2 separate regions of the Lactuca sativa genome follow, and region 2 is linked to region 1. The links are chromatin contacts, called in public Hi-C maps. All regions are on one chromosome and are shown on one strand. Each heading gives the region's core, a stretch centred on a gene start, on an enhancer-like site or on the middle of the called end of the contact. The rest is flanking DNA. Distances are from core to core; before and after follow the strand shown.

Evidence for each region. A called contact is a pair of places that touch in the nucleus more often than the background predicts.
Region 2: a contact with region 1 is called in a Hi-C map of leaf, with 4 times the contacts expected there. The contact joins the promoter of LOC111883031 here to the promoter of LOC111883006 in region 1. A contact is called at or near these places in 2 of 4 Hi-C or Micro-C datasets (leaf and seed).

Annotation. Positions count from the first base shown.
Region 1 is chr4:101,904,040-101,907,651 of Lsat_Salinas_v11, forward strand. LOC111883006 (alkaline ceramidase) reads left to right here and starts at 1,890. Exons shown (of 4, transcript XM_023879375.3): 1 at 1,890-2,120; 2 at 2,910-3,059; 3 at 3,135-3,484; 4 at 3,570-3,612. The coding sequence starts at 3,231.
Region 2 is chr4:102,146,524-102,150,108 of Lsat_Salinas_v11, forward strand. It overlaps LOC111883031 (BAG family molecular chaperone regulator 5, mitochondrial), which reads left to right and starts at 1,327. Exons shown (of 1, transcript XM_023879390.3): 1 at 1,327-2,486. The coding sequence starts at 1,475. The coding sequence ends at 2,110.

The sequences.
Region 1 (3,612 bases), core at 640-3,139:
TAATAGAGGTCAGGGAGGGGTAAAATGGTCTTTTACCCATTACCTGACTAGAGAGGGAAAGAGTAATCGCCGGTTAATTAGAGTTGGGACTTCGAGTATTAATTAGAGATATTTGCCTTATGTGTTAGGCGGTGGCGAGTCCGAGGTTCGCATGTGCAGATAATTGTTTTATGATTGTCAGGTGAGTCTTCTCACTACACTTTACCTTGAGTACGTAACCAGAGTTATGTGACAGAGTATTTGTATGATGTGTATGTTATGTGTTGTACTGCATTATTCTATGTGATTTATGCTGTGCATGTTTACAAAGTTAGAACCGGAAAGTTCACAGAGTAGGGTCCACGGACCCACAGAGTTATAGCCTCGAGTGGCTAATATGTGTTATGTGTGGTATTTTGGGGAACTCACTAAGCTTCGTGCTTACAGTGTTTTGTTTTATGTGTTTCAGGTTTCTCTCAGGATCACGGGACGGCACCGGCTCGATTGTACACACCAAAGAAAGAGTCATATTTTGAGGATCCTGGTTTATTATGCAAGTGAAAATGGAGTTATGTTTTGTAATTCGATTATGAATGAGATTTTAAGCAAAGTGTTTTTTTTGAATTAAACGATTATTTTTAAATGAAAAATTGCTTTGAAATTTTCGGTGTTACAGTAAGTCAATAACTGTTTGTTAAATTTTTAACAGCATTAGACCTTAACAGTTCTGTTAAACAACATTGGACCTTAAAAATAAGTAAAAGTTATTTTATGGAAATCTTCAAGAAACGTTTCTTATTATCGATTAACTTCATATATGACGACTCGGGTGCTACATTTGACCCTTACTAATCAAGAAATTTTATCTAATGAAAAGTTTCTTAACAACTTTGGCCCTTAACAAAACTCTCCTGCTAAAGAAGATGATAATAACAACAAAATCAACAAGCATTGAGGGACAAAATTAGCAAACATCAAACAAATCATCATTCTAAATAGGATGTTAATTAACACTATCAATTTTGAAGTGACAAATGTTTAGTTTGTATGAAAAGGTATAAAATTGTTGCAAATAATATCGTCGAATGAAACCGTAATAACATAAATGAGATACCATGGATCCATGCATGTTTTATCTGATATTAGAGGTCTGGGGTTCAAGTCTCGGTGGAGACATAAGTGGTTATTTAGGATTAGATTAGTTAGTTTGCCGTTTAAAAAAAAAAAAAAAAAAAATCTGATGATCATATCCCTGTGCGCCCCACTTCATTTTTGTTCAATCATCGGAGGTATCGGTGGATGGTGGTGTTTGAGTAATTAGGGCAAAAAAGTAAATGACATGCTTGTTTGACAAAAGGGTAATAACATTCAATGATGTTACAAAGTTTAAATGAGAACCGGTTATGTGGCCTAGTATAACCGGGAGAATTGTTTAAAATTGAAACAAAATTATAAACTTTATAATTTAATTGAAAAAAAAAATAACACATTGTAAAAATCAAACTTTTTTACAAAGTTAGTTTCTTTTTATACAATTTTTCCAAAGAAATATCACAATATTTATCATTATAAACCAATTACGTTTCAAAAACTGAATATCCTAATTTTTGTAACTTAAATAATAAAAGTTGAAACATCATTATTGTTATTTAAATGGAAAAAACGAGTAAAATGAGAACAAAATAATAATTAAGTAAAACAAAATAAGATATTCAAATGAAAAGCGTTTTTTCTTCCTTAAAGCCCTTTTGGTTATTCTCAAAAGTTACTTGATCTAAATTTAATAATCAAAATAAATATAGTCATTTATAGTAAAATTAATTTATATGTAGCCCATTTTTTCTTTTCTATGTAGATACATCTAAACATTAAAAAGTGATAAATGGGAAATAAATTCTTTTGAGAAACAAAGAATTTTCCAATTTGAACTACAGCGCACGTAGTCACGTCGCCTCCCATCTTGGATTTCCCTATAAAAAGGACACCGTGGTCCTCCTAGACGGTCGTCGTTATCTATCGCTCCGATCCAATCCCTAATTCAGATACAACTTACGAGCGTAGATCAGAGACGAAAACCTGTGATCTACGTACACGTAGATACATTTTGAGATTAAAGAACGAGAGATCTAATGCGAATGCAGGTCGGTTTTTCTTTTTTCTTGTTTGTTTTCGGAGTTACTCATGAATTTGTATGCAATTAGCTGAGATTTTTCTTCCTTTTAGACTATTTATTTATATCAAGAAGTTGTATATTTGAAGTGGTTGTAGCTGTGGCTTAATCGTGCATGATATAGTAATAATTGTATGACTGGATCTGGGATCAGGTTGAAGTTCTGAGAGATGGTTTAGGTATTTGTTGGGATTTTGTTATGATATCGCTAAACCCTAATTTGGAATACTTTGTGATGAAGTTGAAGGTCTTTTTTTGTGTTTGTGTGATAATATTTTGACTTTAGGGTATATTCGGAGCTCCGTTTCCACGGATTAGACTTTTGAATCAGAGCAAATAAGTTGAGGTTTTTAACTAACTGGGATTCATTTCAATTCTATGCCTCAAATTCCGATCTCCCAAGTACTGCTTCAAGTATTTCACAACTAGCTTATGGTTTTAGGGATTTACTTTGTTGGATTTCAAGTTGTAAAGGGCGTTTAGTATAAAGAAGTGAAAAGAACTACAGCTTCGGAAGATTATACTCCCTCTCTTCCACAATAAATTCTATCAGATTTGACATTGATCCTTTGTTAATTTCTTGAAAAGCACAAACCTGTCACATATACTTTAATCCCAACAAGCCAAGACGAGTGTCTTAATTTGAGAGGGATACTTTTATCGATGTTGATTTTCTTATAAATAAAGGACTAGTGGAATTACTTTTGATCTCCACCTGTTGTCTGATTAAGTGCCACTCTTTTATCTATTGTCACTTCAGTTCTTAGTTTTTCCCCAATAAGGAAAAAGTTATGCGTTGTATTCTGATGCTTAATGATTATGATGCTGAAAGCTGAATAAAGATGATATAAAGTCGAGTGAAAGTATGCTACTTACTTTTGTTAGTGGAGGTGTTATGACTTTTGTAGCAGTTAAGATTCTTTCTATTCATTGAATAGCTAGTTGAAGTTTATAAAGATTAATTATTTCCCCCCTTTTTTTGTAGGTAAAATCGGTTGCTGGTTTTGATAGTTACAACTACATTTCAAAGGGTGATGATATAGTTAATGTGTGGTGACAAGATATAAGTTTGTTCTTCTATATGGCAGATAGTATATCGAGTTTTTGGGGCCCAGTCACTTCCTCCCATGAATGGTGTGAAAAGAATTACATTTATTCTTCTTATGTAGCCGAGTTTTACAACACCATATCAAATGTTCCAAGCATTCTTTTAGCCTTAATTGGGCTTTTTAGCTCATTACTACAACGCTTCGAGAAAAGGTTTAGTGTTCTTCACTTGTCAAACATGGCACTTGCTCTCGGAAGTGTCATGTATCATGCCACCTTGCAACACGTGTAAGCACTCTCACTTCCTTTTTATTCATCTTAAGGGCAAAATGGTCATTTCACAATGAATGAAAGTAGGTTGCTATTAATGTAGGCAACAACAAAGTGATGAAACGCCAATGGTATGGGAAATGCTC
Region 2 (3,585 bases), core at 77-2,576, 240 kb after region 1:
TTTTTTTTTAATATTCACTAAAATTGTAATAAAATGATTTTTTCTTGATTTACATTAAAATTAATCATGAAAGTGTTTTTTTATGATGTTTTTCTTGTGAATCATCTTATTTTTGAATTATGTAATTATTTATTTCGTTTGTTTGCTAAAAAATTATACATATACAAATTTTCTTATCTATCTATCAAAATTTTCCTTCTTATGTTATCTTGGTTATATATATAAAGATTTGTATGTTTGTGATATTTTAGATATAATATATATTTAAAAAACGATTAAACAAATAATTGTGTTTACATAATATTTTAAATAGATGATGACATATCAATTATTTTTTTTTGAAAACGATATTATAACAAATTTACTATTGAAAATATAATATAATTAAAGATTAAAATTAATTTAATAATAAATCTCCCAATTTTTATTAAGTAATAAGATGGTTTTAACTAAGGGTGAGCTAAAACTTCACCACTAACCGTAAATACAGTTAATCTATTTTCAAAACCGCTTGGTGCGGTTATTTTTGTGGTATAGTTACATGGTTATTTTTGCGATGAGATTTTGTTTTTTCTGTGTTGCGCTTATTAACCAAATGGATTTGGTGTGGTTATTTTGTGTGTTTTTTAACTACAATTTAGAGTTCAAACGGTTTTAAGAGTTCAAACATATTACTTAGGGAGATGATTTGTACACAACAATTGCTGCTTTAAAATATTGTATTGTGCAACTCAGTAATGCATAAATTGTTGTGTATGACAAAAAATTGTTGTGTACGAATTACTTCCCAATTACTTATAGTAAAAAAAAAACATAAGGTATAAGACATTTAACTTAAATTACAAACAATTAATATCTTAAAAAGATCAAATCAATATTAATTAACAATAATTTCTTAAAATTGTCTAATTTCATCATTTTTCAAAGATAAACATAAAAAAAACCAAAACTTTTATCTTCTAGTATTTTATTTATCTTTTATTCATAAAACTTGTTTTACTTTTAATATTTAATATATTAGTAATTAATAAAAAAAGTTGTATATAATATATGCGATGCGGTGCGGTTTTTTTTACGATTTTTGAAAACTAATAACCTCACCGCACCGCAAATTTGTGGTTTTTGAAAAAACATAAAACTTAACCATTGGTTTTTATTACTGTTGCGATTTATCAGTTGCGGTTTATGCAGTCTTTGCGATTAGCTTTATTTGCGGTGCGTTTTTTTTTATCAGTTTTAACATTGATGATGTTTTAAGTCCACCTCACTGAAGACGAAAATCATTTTCAAAGTTTTAGTTTTATTTTCGTAATATATGTGACGAAAGAATGACGATCCATTAAAATAAGAACGGTCACGTGACCAACGAATAAATAATTACCGACACCTGTTCCGTAATATCAGAAAAATACGATCCTCATCACTCTCTTTTCACACTTCGATCACCATCAATCTCTGTGCAGTGCTTTCTGCCATGAAATCTTCACGAAGAACCCGATTGTACTCTTCCTCTTCATCCTACTCCGCCGACACCACCACCACCACCACCGTCACTTACGCCTTCGAAGATAACAATTTTAACGCTAATCCCCAAACCACTTCCACCGAAACCCCTATCACTTTTCACCTCTCTGATCGTCAATCCACCGCTGCTATTAAGATTCAATCAGCTTACAGATCTCATGCAATCCGCAACTTAATCAACAAGGTAAGAGCCGTCGATTCCCAAGCCGATAAACTACAACGACTGATCCAAATGCAGGATACAGTTGATGCGGTGCGAAGCAACAATCGGGAACGAATCAAGATCAATGAGGCGTTGATGAAGTTATTATTTACGCTTGATTCGGTTCCTGGGATTGACCCGACAGTGAGAGAATTCAGGAGAAGTGTTAGTCGACGGATCGTTGGGTTGCAAGAGATCTTAGACTCTATATGTGAAGCAAGAGAGGCGAATTGGGATGGGTTTTTGAGGGATTGGGACGACGTAATTGTGGGGATCGAACAAGAGATTTGTAGAGAGAAAGGCGGATCTGATGTTCATGAATTTGAGAGATTTTGCGCAGAGCATCTAGGGTTTCAGTGCTTACAGAGATTTCTTCGTCAATGAGGCGCAGGTGATGTTTATTTTGATTCAGTTTCTACAAATTGAATTAAAATCTATTTGGCACATCAATATTTTAAACTTACAGATGAATTTACATGTATAATGCCATTATCCAATAGAAATTGGAAGAACTTAGAAGAAAGTTTATATAACATAGCTTATATCCTCAGACGAAGTTTTTGTGTAGTCAGAAGCTTTTTGATTGCGACTTTTGGATTTTGAGAAGTCCCAAATTCTTGGGGTATGTAATAAATCATATAGGAATTAGGGTAGATATGATAAAGATAAAGACAATGATGTAATTCAATGTCCAAAACTTTAAAGACTTTCATAAGTTCTGGTTTCTTGAACAAAAGGAATTTTATCATATATTTGGATGTTTATTAATGTAAGAAGGTGAGGTCATATTACATGCATAACAAATATTAGGGTGTATACTAATATGCACCAAGGTGAGACAATAATATATGCATCATGATGATTTAGAAACATGAAAGAATGTAATTAACTGACACATGATTTCATATTGGTTGGAATATATGTGTATTGAGATTATGTTGCTGAAAATACTAGGGACATAATTAGTCGGAAATGAAAATATGAAATTAAATTGTCCTAGAACCTATGGGTTCTGTGTTTGTATCTATGTGTAAGTAAATTCATATGTAAATGAATGTGTATAAATGTGTATGTGTATGTGTATGTATGTATATGTGTATGCATGTGCATATAAATTCATGTGTATATATATATATATATATATATATATATATATATATATATGTGTGTGTGTGTGTGTGTGTATGTATTCATGTGTATGTTTATGCATGTTTTAAGTCATCAGGAAATGGATAGTTTAGGTAAAACCGTAAAAAGGACCAAAATTAAAAAAAAAAAAAAAATTGAAGGACCCAGGACCCCTTGTGGAGACAAAAAAAAAAATTCCTAACAAAAATGAGACGGTTTTTTCGATTTTTCCTATTACAAAATGACAAACAACAGGGGAACTCAAAGTAGTTAAAGAACCAAATTGAAAAAAAAAAAAAGTTTAGAACCCCATGGACAAATTTAGGACCGAAATGGGATTGAGGCAATAGTTCCTTGGAGATTTTCAACATTTTCCCGTTAAAAAAAAGGTTGACGCTCTAACGGATTTCCAGTCAACTTCCCTAAAGTAGCGTAATGTATGATTTCATGTTATAAGAGAAATCTCTTATAAGTTTTAATATTTTGGGTCACTTTATAGTTTAATTCGAAATTAAATTTTGTTCATAAAAAAAATAGAACACCGTCAAAAACTTCTATTAGTAACTCTTTGTGGTCGGTTTTGCAGATTTAGCCAGTATCTCGTCTTTTTTCGTTAATTCGGTCAAAATTTTGAGACTTTTATGAACATTACGTTATTTTTAACAAATAACCAAAATATTGAAACTTTTCCGAACATTACCTTCGACTAATGTATATTGTTATCAGCACAT